4 separate regions of the Mus musculus genome follow, and all the other regions are linked to region 2. The links are chromatin contacts, called in public HiChIP or PLAC-seq and promoter capture Hi-C maps. All regions are on one chromosome and are shown on one strand. The core of a region is the stretch at or near the end of the contact, and the rest is flanking DNA. Distances in the headings are between cores, read along the strand shown. Region 1 holds the start of Itga6 (integrin alpha 6). Region 2 holds the start of Dync1i2 (dynein cytoplasmic 1 intermediate chain 2). Region 3 overlaps Itga6 (integrin alpha 6). Region 4 overlaps Itga6 (integrin alpha 6).

Region 1 (2,700 bases), core at 197-2,696, 570 kb before region 2:
TAATTCTGGCCTCTCCTTTCCCCTTGGCTGCACTCTGTTCTCTCCGGTCTGCTGGTCCTGGAAGGACCTGGGTTCAACTCAAGACCTGGGCGGGGAGGAGGACCTTTTGTTGTGGGAATGAGCATGGATCAAGAATTTAACCCCACTGCGACTGGGCGACTAAGCTCCAGAAAATCTTCCCCAATCAAAGAACTGGGTCATGTGGGAGCCAACACTGTTTAAAAGGCAGAGCCAGTCGCTTTCTCCTGGAAGAAACACTTGGGAGGATGACTGTCACTTCCGAACCTTCTTTTCTAAGTCCCTCCTAGAAGGGGCACTTTGCTCTAACTCCTCCGTGAGGCCCACCCAGCACTGGGGCCGGAGGATCCTTGAGTGCTGCTGATCTATCAGGGAGCTGGGAGGGGGAGCTAGCACACCGACTCGAAGAAGCCTGTTTTCACAGCTGAGCTAGTCCTGAGGAACAGGTGCTTTTTAAGAAGCATGTTAAAGTATCTCCTGCAGGAGAGCCCACTCTGCAGGGAAAGTCATACGGGACAGCGAAAAGTGGCTTCCCAACTTCCACGCGGCGCGCGAACGAGGGAGGGGACCGGACGGTCGGAGAGTTGGAGAAAGGCCTGCATTTCCCTGGAAGACTTCCCGCAACCCTGTGTCCCATCACTGTCCCTAGTGCACACGTGAAGCTCAGCAAAGCGTGCCACCTGCCGGGGTCCCTGCAAACTAAGCCCGAAGTGGAGAACCGCGGAAAGCACTTCAGGGGAGGGGGAAAGTCAAGTATCCCGGGGCCGGGCCCGGGGTTTGTCCCTTCGGCTCTCCTCACTCCCGGGAGGCGCCGTGTGCAGGGCGCGGCGGGCCCGGATCTCTCAAGTCTTGGGCCGAAGAAGTGCGAGCGGGCAGGGCAGGGCAGGGCAGGGCAAGGTAGGGAAGGCCAGGGCAGAGCAGAGCCGAGCTGGGCTAGCCCACGGATAGGCTCTGGGCACGCGGGACGGGCGGCAGCAGGGCGCGCCCTCGTTCTCCCTGGCGCAGCGCGGCGCCCCGGTGGGGATGGGAAGAGTCGGGGAACTCACAGCCGCTTGTCCTCCGGCTGCAACTGCCAGTGCATGGCGAGCGAGAAGCCGAAGAGGCTCCCGGGATCCCCCGATTTCCGGATCACGTTGTCCTCGCGGGTGTCCAGGTTGAAGGCTGTACCCAGCCGGGCTAGAAGCCCCGCGGACAGGTAGAGCAGGCACAACTGGCCCGCGACCGCCATGGGCGCGCGCGGTGGGAGGGACCCGCGGAGCTGCTGCGGCCTCTGTGCGCGCGGGCTCGGGGCCGGGGCCGGGCTGCCTGGCGCGCCGCTGCGGCCACTTGGCCTCGGTCGCCCCTGCGCGCGGCCCCACCCCCGGCCGGCTCACGCTCACTGTGCGGCCGCTCCCCCACGCCCGCAGCTAGCTGCTGCTCAATGAGCCCGTTGTTCTCTGGAGACTCTCAAGCGTTTTATCGAGTGACCGGGACTCCGGCCCCGCCCCGCCCCGCCCCGCCCCTCCCGAGGCCCCGCCCGCCACACGCACCTTCCCTGCCGGCCCCGCCCCGCAGCGGCGCACCCGCCGCAGCCCTCCCACCTTCCCGCCACCTGCCCGGAAGCGTCCCGGAGCTTGGCAAGACTAGCCAGGCTTTTTTTCTACCTGTCACTGAACTGCGGGCCTCATAGGGCTGACTTGCAAAGACATCCGTTCTCCAAGGGTTCAAGACGCGCCTAAGTATGCCCAGCTCTTGGGGTTGGCTTGATGTTGCATACTCGCTGGCTCCCCAGGGACCCAAACGTCGAAAACGTTGCTGTGCTACTTAAAAACACACTGTTTCATTCAGGCCTAGGAAGCGGGCTTCTCTGTGCTGATGAGTTTTGGTTTTTTTTTTAAAAAAAAAAAAAAGAAAGAAAGAAAAGAAAAGAAAAGAAAAGAAAAGAAAAGAAAAGAAAAGAAAAAAGTCAACTCAGATTTTTGTGGGAAGATCTCTAGGTAGGGAACACTGAGTCCTTCTATCTTGGGCCCTGGAGTTTAGCTATTGTCCCCTTTTCTTACCCTAAGTTTCCTAGTCTAGTTAGAACTGCATAGATAGAGACAGCTAGAGGTCCGTGTGGGTGGCTTGAAGGCTTGAGTCTCGCGGGCATAGGGTGGGGCTTTCCAGCGAGGTGTTGGCTTTTGAGGCATGTTTATTTTAGGATAGAAAAACTTGCTTCAGGGACGCTCAGAACTTGGTTGAGAACAAACAATATACATTTTAGTGAACCATTTTTTATTATCCTCTGACATTTAGATTAGCATGTTTTCTCTTATGAATGTAGACAGTAAACCACAAAGGCAGGAGACTGTACCAACAACCCAATTATCAGTAGAAAATACTGTTTTATCCAGAAAAGTTGGTTGTTGCAGATGTTTCAAATTACAGTTGTTATTAGGTAGCTACTCTGCTAGATCTCGATGTATGTCAATAAAGAAGCAATTTATTACTATAGAAAAAAATGTTAACATTTTGACATATGTTAATATAATCGATTTTCTTCTTAAAAACATGTATGTTGTGCATAGGGTCTTGGTTTTCAGTAACTTACTGAACGGGCCTTGTTCTACCCTGTCTCCTATCGATGTAATTTAATATTTTAACCAAAAGCCACCTGAGGAGAAAAGAGTTTGTTTTATCTTACATTTCCAGATAATAGAACTC
Region 2 (2,700 bases), core at 136-2,635:
ATACAACTGCAGGATTAAATGCTTTTGATTAAGGAAACTGGGTTAATAACCTCTTGAAAAGTCTAGGAATCTCTTAGGATCACAATAAAGTTGGATTAAGGGCAAATTTGGTAAGGAGGAAAAATTCATCTATGAAAATGAAAAACATTCTTCTATGTAAATGAAAAAGGGAGAATTCTTGGTAGCGTACTTCAGAAAGACAGGACAGTGGGCAAAAACTAGTGAGCAAGTAACAGGAAATCCCTTTAATATACACTTTTTTTTCCATTTTTTATTAGGTATTTAGCTCATTTACATTTCCAATGCTATACCAAAAGTCCCCCATACCCACCCACCCCCACTCCCCTACCCACCCACTCCCCCTTTTTGGCCCTGGCGTTCCCCTGTACTGGGGCATACAATGTTTGCGTATCCAATGGGCCTCTCTTTCCAGTGATGGCCGACTAGGCCATCTTTTGATACATATGCAGCTAGAATATACACTCTTATATATACTCCCAACCAAGTCATTTGAACAAACTCGCAAAGCAAAGCTCGTGTTTCTTCACCCACTCTTTTCAGGTCTCTAAAAAGCTTCATACTGTAAGGGCTGTTGAAGAAAGTTTCCATACACATCACTCTGTATGATTTTTTTTTGTATTATGTATGATAAATAATACATATTATTTTCTGTTTAGGACCAATTGTCAACAATATACCAATACTGCCTGGAATCTAGTTTGAAGAAATACTTCTTCCTTCAACTCTAACTATTTTGTCCCGCTGAAGCACGGGCGATCAGTTAGCTCCCTCATTATCAGACAGGTCAGGGCCTCTGCTCCGTGACTGACAGGTTCATTTTCTTAAAACTCCGGAAAAAGGAAAGTGTCTAGAATGATGTTTACAATCACAGTGTTCAGAGACCTCCAACACACACGCTAGGTGCCTGGTCATTGCTACTGACCCAAGTAGTAGTGATCTTTATTAATAAAAACCAAGCAAAGCTTAAGGAATTACTTTCTCCCTAGGCTTAAGGCCAAGAGGGTGCGGTCCGGGCTGGGGTGTGTCCGAGGTCCACCAGACGGGTGCAGGACAAATCCCGAGGGTCCAGGCCGCCTGCGGAGGGTCCCGAAGGGTTGCCAAGGGCCCTGGTGGCCTCCCCAGGCCGCTTTGAGTCACCCGGGCCGGCGCTGTCAGAATATCGGCCGGGCGGCCCTACGAGCTCCAAAGCGGCCATCAGAGGCAAAAGGGACTTGAAGGAAGCGCGGCCGACCGACCTGTCAGGTGGCGGAGTGGAGATCGCTTTCTCTGGCCGGTAACTTCCCGGGAACGTCCCTCTCCAACTGTCGCCGCCGCAGATCCGCGGCGTCCCAAGCACACAAAGAGGGATGGGCGGCGGCCGCTACGGCGAGAGCCGAGGGACAAATGGCTGCGCCGAGACGCGGTCTCACACAGAATCAGAGTCTTTGCCGCCCAGCGCAGAGGGGCGGCCTCTCCGTGACTTACCTTTTGTAAAACAGAATCTCCCGGTTGAAACAGATACACCGGCCCGGGGCCCGAAGCGTTTCCGCTTTGGCAAAAGCTGGACAACCACACCTCACATCCTGGGGCGGAGCCCTCAATACCTCCAGAGAACTTCAAGTCCCGGCAACCAGGCGCCCTGCCTGGGCGAGCGAAGCTCTGTGGGAGTTGTGGTCCCACTAGAGGCAAGGAATGCTGGGATATGTAGTCAGTCTTAGCTTTCCTGTCCCCAGCACCAAGGCCATCTTTCTGCCCTTAAAATGCTAATGAGAACATTCCAGAGTTTGTATTGAAGGTGTTTTCTTCCGTGGAACAATGATTACAATGCAGCATGTGCTGCTTAAGGTCTGTGGCCCAACATTAACAAAATCTTAAGTCCTGTTTTTCCATAATGAACCTGAGAAAAGGGCATTTTAAGAAGTTTATTTATAGGCATGTGCTCGTAGATTGATTTGCAGGGGCCATGGATTATTGAGGATTCTTGTAGCATGTGACACAAGATCAAAAATAAACATATATTGGGGCTGGAGAGATGGCTCAACTGTTAAGAGCACTGGCTGCTCTTCCAGAGGTCCTGAGTTCAATTCCCAGCGACCACATTGGTGACTCACAACCATCTGTAATGAGATCTGATGCCCTCTTCTGGTGTGTCTGAAGATAGCTACAGTGTTCTTGTATAAATAAAATAAATAAATCTTTAAATAAAAATATATTAATTTAAGCAGGGCATGGTGGCGCACGCCTTTAATCCCAGCACTCCGGAGACAGTGGCAGAGGCAGGCGGATTTCTTAGTTCAAGGCCAGCCTGGTCTACAAAGTGAGTTCCAGGACAACCAGGGCTATACAGAGAAACCCTGTCTCTAAAAACAAAACAAAACAAAACAAAACAAAAAAATAATTAGCATAAAAATAATTTCTAGTATTTTATAACAGAATAGTTTCCTCCAAAAAGTGTGTTTGGTAAGAAAGCATTTTATACTATTGGATCTGGTTAGATTTTTAATATAAAGAAAATAATTGAAATAAGAATTTACCAGAAGTGCATGGGCTGATGCATGTGGCTTGAAGAATTTATTTGAATAATCTGAAGCATTATTTGCCAAGTATTAAAGCGTTATTTGCTAAATATTAAAGGTAATACCAAAGCATTACTTTCTTATCTTCTAGAAAACTGACAGGAAGAACATTGTTTAAGTTTAA
Region 3 (2,700 bases), core at 84-2,583, 650 kb before region 2:
GCACACATAAAAGCGTACACACTAAAATAAATAAAATTACAAACCTTCAATCACATTTATATTGTATCACACTTTAGGTATCTTTAGCTGTTCTGAAATTATATGGGACACTAAACAAATATTGAAAGCTTTACTTTGGCTTGATGAAATACAAAGAAAGGCAACTCAGGTTGTCATTTATAATCTTAGAGTTTGCTTTCACATACATGATGCTGTGTTAACAAGCGATGAGCACTTTTGTAAAAAATTTATTTCACACTTTTATACAAATATCCACAGGTATTTTCTAATTGAAATAATCTTATAATGCTAGTTAGTATAAAAACCTATCAAATGCAAACAGACCAGTGACTTGACTTGAGATGACATTTTAGACAACTATTAAATTTAAACATGACATTCTTGTTTCTTTGTTGTTGAACTCCCTCCCAACCCTTTCCAGGACATTCATTTTTATAACAAAGGTCTACAAACACTGTCAAGGTATCAGCTTCTTAGCTGTGTCCTTTAAAGCCAGTGTGCTAGGCTCCAAGATACTCCAGAGAGAAACTGAGACTTTACACATGACTAGGCCCTGTGGTAGAGAGCTTTCTGTAAACAAGGCATCATTTGTAAAACCAGTTTTGAGTGAAAAGACAGAAATAGAACCAGAATAAAGGTCTTTAATATCTTAAGACTGTAATGTTTTATGAAAGAAAGAAAAAAAAAGAATTAAAACTCAAAGCAACAATGGCACATTTAGCAATGTTTTGTTCTTTTAAAAGACAGAGAAGTGGCTGGGACCTAATTCAGTCGCAGAGTGCTGCCCTAGCACCGACAAAGCCTGGGGTCAGTCCCAAGCGCACACCTGCAATCACAGCCCTGGGGTGGGGAGGCAGGGGAATCGGAAGTTCAAAACTATCCCAAGTTACCTAAGGAGTTCAAGGCCAGCCTGGGTTACTTGAGACCCAGTCTTAAGATAGAGAACTGCTTATATAACTAATATCCAAACAAATTAGCACCTGTTTGCTGTTGGCACCTGTTTGCTGTTGTTGCTCTCCATATAAATTATTTTAAAGCACAATTAAAAAAAGATTTGATAATATATTCAATCTCTGTTGAACATATATATAAAATAATTGTTTTCCCCCTCCTACCATTTTTACAACCAACCAAGGCGGGCCGAGGCACGGTAAGCAAGCACTTTAGCAATGAGCTAAGAGTAGTCACAAGTCCTTTGGAGGAATTTAGATTCGGCGAACAATTTGAACAAAAAGCAAACACAGACTCGCTGGCTGAATGGTTCCGATGTTATTTAAGAAGCTAAGTGCTGGGGCACTCCATCTGTTTGGTGTGGCCGTTCTGGCAACAGATGTTCTTCAGTAGTCTCACACTGGATTGGTCTGGATCCACACGGGTACTCACTTCAGGTCCTGAATACAGCGTTGGCAGCATCTAGCACACAGACCCTAGAGTTCAGTGAGCACACCCATGTCTAAGAGTTCTGAAAGTTACAGCACGAAGTTCAGAAGTTCCACACAGGGCTCAAAACAGTACATCCACTGCCGGGGAAGGACGAAATGTCCTACAGTTAACCCCCTTTGTCAAACTTTCTGGGTTGGTGGAAGGCCTGCCAGAAAGGCAATTACGGTATCATGTACAGGTGAGTTTAAGTTATTAAAATGACCCTTGCATGTTTATAAAGATCTTTTTTTTTTTTTGCAGTAAATAAGTAAGGTCAGAACAACAACAACAACAAGACCTCCCAGGTTCTCATTCTCATTGCTTAAACCACCCAGAAGCATCTTTGGCCTATTAGTCAACAGCAAGATGGCTTGAAGAAAAAAATAAATATCATATACAAACAAATGTAACTAGCATTCAAGTCTGTCGACCCTGTGCTTTAGTGACAAGGGAGACGGGAACCTGTGTGCATTTGGCGTCAGCAAGGGTCCTCACTTCTAGGAGATGGAGAAAGAAGGCCAAAGGGTAACATCACCTTCTATTGCACATTTAAGACAGAACTTTCACCAGAGGCACAGCTATCCATTGGCAGTCTTGAGCCAAGGTCAATCTTATGAGAAGAATGCTTGTGGGAGCAGGCTGGGATAGCCACTCTGTTAGCACAGGTGACCTGGGGGAGAGCATCCCAGCAGTGCAGATGGGCAGGCCCTGCCCCAGCGTGTGGAAGTCAGCCACGTCAAAAACAAAGGCAATCCGGAAAGTTAAATTAAGGCAGTTAAAGAAAAATCCACTCTACCAGTCTTAAATTTGGCTGTGCAAAACAGGAGCCTTAGGTGTAACAATATCCACAGTTGAAACTGTAGGTCCATACTGGGTGTCGTCAGTCTGAAATCATATATGGGGGAGCTGAGCAGGCTTTGAAGCCACCTGAATTTCTGAGCTGGAAAAAATAAGGGGGGGCTTTGGGTAGTGTGAGGTGTTCTTTCCTGTGCCCTCCTCTCTATGAGTAACTTTCGTTTTCATTCCACTTGGTGATCCACTGTTTTTTTTCGAGGTTATCCATGTGTTTCTCATCTTTGATCTCTCGCTCTTCTTTCCGGATCCGCACCGCATGGTATCGGGGAATGCTGTCATCGTACCTAGAGCGCTTAAAGAATCCACACTGGAAGGGGTGGGGGACAGAAAAACAAGATGGAAGTTAGTTAATCTGAAGACCTGGTGCATACACCAGAACTTGTAAGCACTCAGTGCAGCTAG
Region 4 (2,700 bases), core at 67-2,566, 600 kb before region 2:
TATCTAGATACTAAGACTAGTGGCATTTTACCCTTTTTTCTTTACATGTATCTGTATATTTATAGGTTTTCTGCCATTATTATGGAGCATTTCCTAATCAGTAAGAACACACTATTCCTGAAGAATGCAGGCGACAATGCGAACACGAGCCTGCTTGTCTACTTAGGCCAATAATCAAATTTGGTTTCCTCCAAGCTTCTGGGAACACTAATGGCTCTGCCCAGCCTACCGGAAACCAGGTAAATTAGCTGGTGGTACATATGGACTCCATTATGGCATCTTCCAGCCACCCAGAGGCTTTATAAAATGGGATATTAAAATAAAAGGGAAACAAGCCTGTCTTTCAGAGGTGGCAGCTTTAGCTGGGTAAGAGTCGGGAGTTTAAAAGACCCTTTTGGAGGCTGGAGAGATGGCTCAGCTGTTAAGAGCACTGGCTGCTCTTTCAGAGGAGCTGGGTTCAATTCCCAGCACCCACATAGCAGCTCACAGCTGTCTGTAACTCCTGTTCCAGGGGTTCCAACGCCCTCACATGGACATATATGCAGCCAAGTCACCAATGTGCCTCCTGAAGAATTTTGAAACTTATTTTGGCTCTACCCTAACTCTTGTACCACAATCTCCAGGGAGATTTTACTCATGCTGTTCCGTTCTCATTTTACAGGATTTTCAAGAAAAGTTTTTCAGGGCTAGAGATGCAAATTGGTGGTAAGGCACTTGAATAGGATACACAAGGCCCTAATACCACAAAAACAGGCAAACATATACAAATACATGAGTTAAATAATAAAGAAAAGTAAACAAAATAAGTCTTTCCCCCCAGTTTTTTGTTTGTTTTTTTGTTTTGTTTTTGAGACAAGTTTCTCTGTGTAAACTCCTCTGTAAACCAGACTGGCCTCACACTTACAGAGATCCGCTTGCCTTTGCCTCCTGAGTGCTGGGATTAAAGGTGTAGGCTGTCACCACCTGGCTTCTGCCCCCCTCCCCCAACATTTTAACAATACGTGACTTTTTTCCCCCCTTCTAGTGTTTCTTCACAGCCATGAACTCAATTTTGCAACAGTCTCAACAGACCACTAGGTGGCAACATAAACACACCATTCTAGTTTAACCGGGATGAACCGAGGCAACAAGTATTTTCAGGACAGATAAAACACTCAAGACTGACAAAAAATTAAAAGTGAGAGGCCTTCTCTGCAGGAATAAATGCTTTGTTTCCTGTCCTATCTGGTGGCAAGTGTCACATGGCACAGACAGGCTGGCCAAACGAACAGTGAGGGCAGAACACACCGTCATTATCAAATTCAATCCGTGTACAAGGTCCCCGGGAGGTGATGTCACAGCTGTACAGGCCCCCTGTTCTGTTCGCCCTCTGCAGCGGGAGTGCTTCTGCCCGAGGTGCCCCCACAAGCAACCTGGTGACAAAACAGAAAGAACTTAGGGACTTGAATGTTGCATATTTTAAAGTCTAGCCAGAGCTGTGGGCATCATTCTCTGCCCTGCAGCCCACGAGTCCCACAGCTGCTGAGGAGTGGAAGAGAACAAAGATAGAGGCTTCCGGGGCACAGGTCTCACAGCTGAGACGGAATGACACCTGGTGTCAAACAGAGGAGAGTGAGCCTGTCCCTTACAGAACTGGCAGGTAGCTGGGCGCAATGCTGGTATCGGAAGACACTCTTCATAGAACAAGCATAGACCATGTGACTCACAGAACAGTTTTCTCTCTCAACTCTAGGTGGGAAGCAGCCATCATGTTCTATCTAGTAGGTACACATCTGTTTCCAACGCTGCCTCCCCCCCCCCCCCCCCCCCCCCAGGTACTGTACTGGCTGGTTTTGTGTGTCAACTTGACACAAGCTGGAGTTATCACAGAGAAAGGAGCTTCCCTTGAGGAAATGCCTCCATAAGATCCAGCTGTAAGGCATTTTCTCAATTAGTGATCAAGGGGGAAAGGCCCCTTGTGGGTGGTGCCATCTCTGGGCTGGTAGTCTTGGGTTCTATAAGAGAGCAGGCAGAATAAACCAGGGGAAGCAAGCCAGGAAGGAACATCCCTCCATGGCCTCTGCATCAGCTCCTGCTTCCTGACCTGCTTGAGTTCCAGTCCTGACTTCCTTGGTGATCAACAGCAGTATGGAAGTGTAAGCCGAATAAACCCTTTCCTCCCCAACTTGCTTCTTGGTCGTAATGTTTTGGGCAGGAATAGAAACCCTGACTAAGACAGGTATCCTCCAGGGAACACTTTGACTACACCTAGCTTTGCAACACTGTATCTACAGATTAAGAATCCAACTCTTGCCCATGTCACAATTAATCTCTTCCCTTTTTCTTTTTCTTCAGCTCTATTGAGGATATAGTTGACAAGGAGAATCTCCATCTATTTAAAGTGCAACACGTGATGTTCTGTCTCATGGGTACATGATACAAGCTCCCCCATATCAACCAGTCTCCCACAAAGGCTGAGAAATGAAGTGGCAGCTGTGGGTGGGACATTCCTCTTCTCTCCACCCCAGACTTTCCCCAAGGAGTGGCTCCTAATCCCAACTCATGATCGGCAGGCAGCGGAGAGCTTTCACTTCATTAGCAGAGGGGCTGGCTGGTCACGTGGTTTACAACCTCTAGGGTAAGAAACAAACAATACAAGAGACAGAAAGAAAGAACACACACCGGACCACACAGAGAAGTGGAAACCAGAGCTTTGAGGTA

What was found. Promoter capture Hi-C pulls out the DNA fragments that hold promoters and counts their contacts. HiChIP or PLAC-seq counts read pairs in DNA pulled down with a chosen protein or histone mark.
Region 1: a contact with region 2 is called in a promoter capture Hi-C map of hippocampal neurons, with 6 times the contacts expected there. The contact joins the promoter of Itga6 here to the promoter of Dync1i2 in region 2. A contact is called at or near these places in 9 of 39 promoter capture datasets (the 3T3-L1 cell line, 3T3-L1-derived adipocytes, cranial neural crest and 4 more) and 1 of 115 datasets of contacts at active chromatin or transcription factors (neural tube).
Region 3: a promoter capture Hi-C map of pre-B cells shows a contact between it and region 2, with 4 times the contacts expected there. The contact joins the enhancer-like site here to the promoter of Dync1i2 in region 2. A contact is called at or near these places in 13 of 39 promoter capture datasets (3T3-L1-derived adipocytes, the C10 cell line, the HPC-7 cell line and 9 more), 1 of 484 Hi-C or Micro-C datasets (bone marrow-derived macrophages), 5 of 115 datasets of contacts at active chromatin or transcription factors (bone marrow-derived macrophages, embryonic basal ganglia, microglia and 1 more) and 1 of 9 other capture datasets (pancreatic islet).
Region 4: an H3K4me3 HiChIP or PLAC-seq map of pro-B cells shows a contact between it and region 2, with 9 times the contacts expected there. The contact joins the enhancer-like site here to the promoter of Dync1i2 in region 2. A contact is called at or near these places in 11 of 39 promoter capture datasets (the 3T3-L1 cell line, 3T3-L1-derived adipocytes, the C10 cell line and 7 more), 1 of 15 datasets of contacts at CTCF or cohesin (the NIH/3T3 cell line), 16 of 484 Hi-C or Micro-C datasets (CD4 T cells, the G1E-ER4 cell line, LSK cells and 13 more), 15 of 115 datasets of contacts at active chromatin or transcription factors (the NIH/3T3 cell line, PVALB interneurons, T-cell acute lymphoblastic leukemia and 12 more) and 3 of 9 other capture datasets (adipose tissue, liver and macrophages).

Annotation. Positions count from the first base shown.
Region 1 is chr2:71,785,685-71,788,384 of GRCm38.p6, reverse strand. Itga6 (integrin alpha 6) reads right to left here and starts at 1,446. Exons shown (of 26, transcript NM_008397.4): 1 at 1,065-1,446. The coding sequence starts at 1,246.
Region 2 is chr2:71,210,631-71,213,330 of GRCm38.p6, reverse strand. Dync1i2 (dynein cytoplasmic 1 intermediate chain 2) reads right to left here and starts at 1,385. Exons shown (of 16, transcript NM_010064.4): 1 at 1,257-1,385.
Region 3 is chr2:71,855,759-71,858,458 of GRCm38.p6, reverse strand. Itga6 (integrin alpha 6) reads right to left here. Exons shown (of 26, transcript NM_008397.4): 26 at 32-2,605. Among named protein-coding and RNA genes, the nearest start is that of Pdk1, 16 kb to the left of the region's middle. Within about 2 kb of position 1,333, at least 4 of the 459 cell types and tissues checked have an H3K27ac peak or open chromatin away from gene starts, as enhancers often do.
Region 4 is chr2:71,815,342-71,818,041 of GRCm38.p6, reverse strand. Itga6 (integrin alpha 6) reads right to left here. Exons shown (of 26, transcript NM_008397.4): 2 at 1,288-1,412. Among named protein-coding and RNA genes, the nearest start is that of Itga6, 30 kb to the right of the region's middle. Within about 2 kb of position 1,316, at least 39 of the 459 cell types and tissues checked have an H3K27ac peak or open chromatin away from gene starts, as enhancers often do. A contact at or near this core is called in the G1E-ER4 cell line, T-cell acute lymphoblastic leukemia, memory CD8 T cells and 1 more, where this site is marked.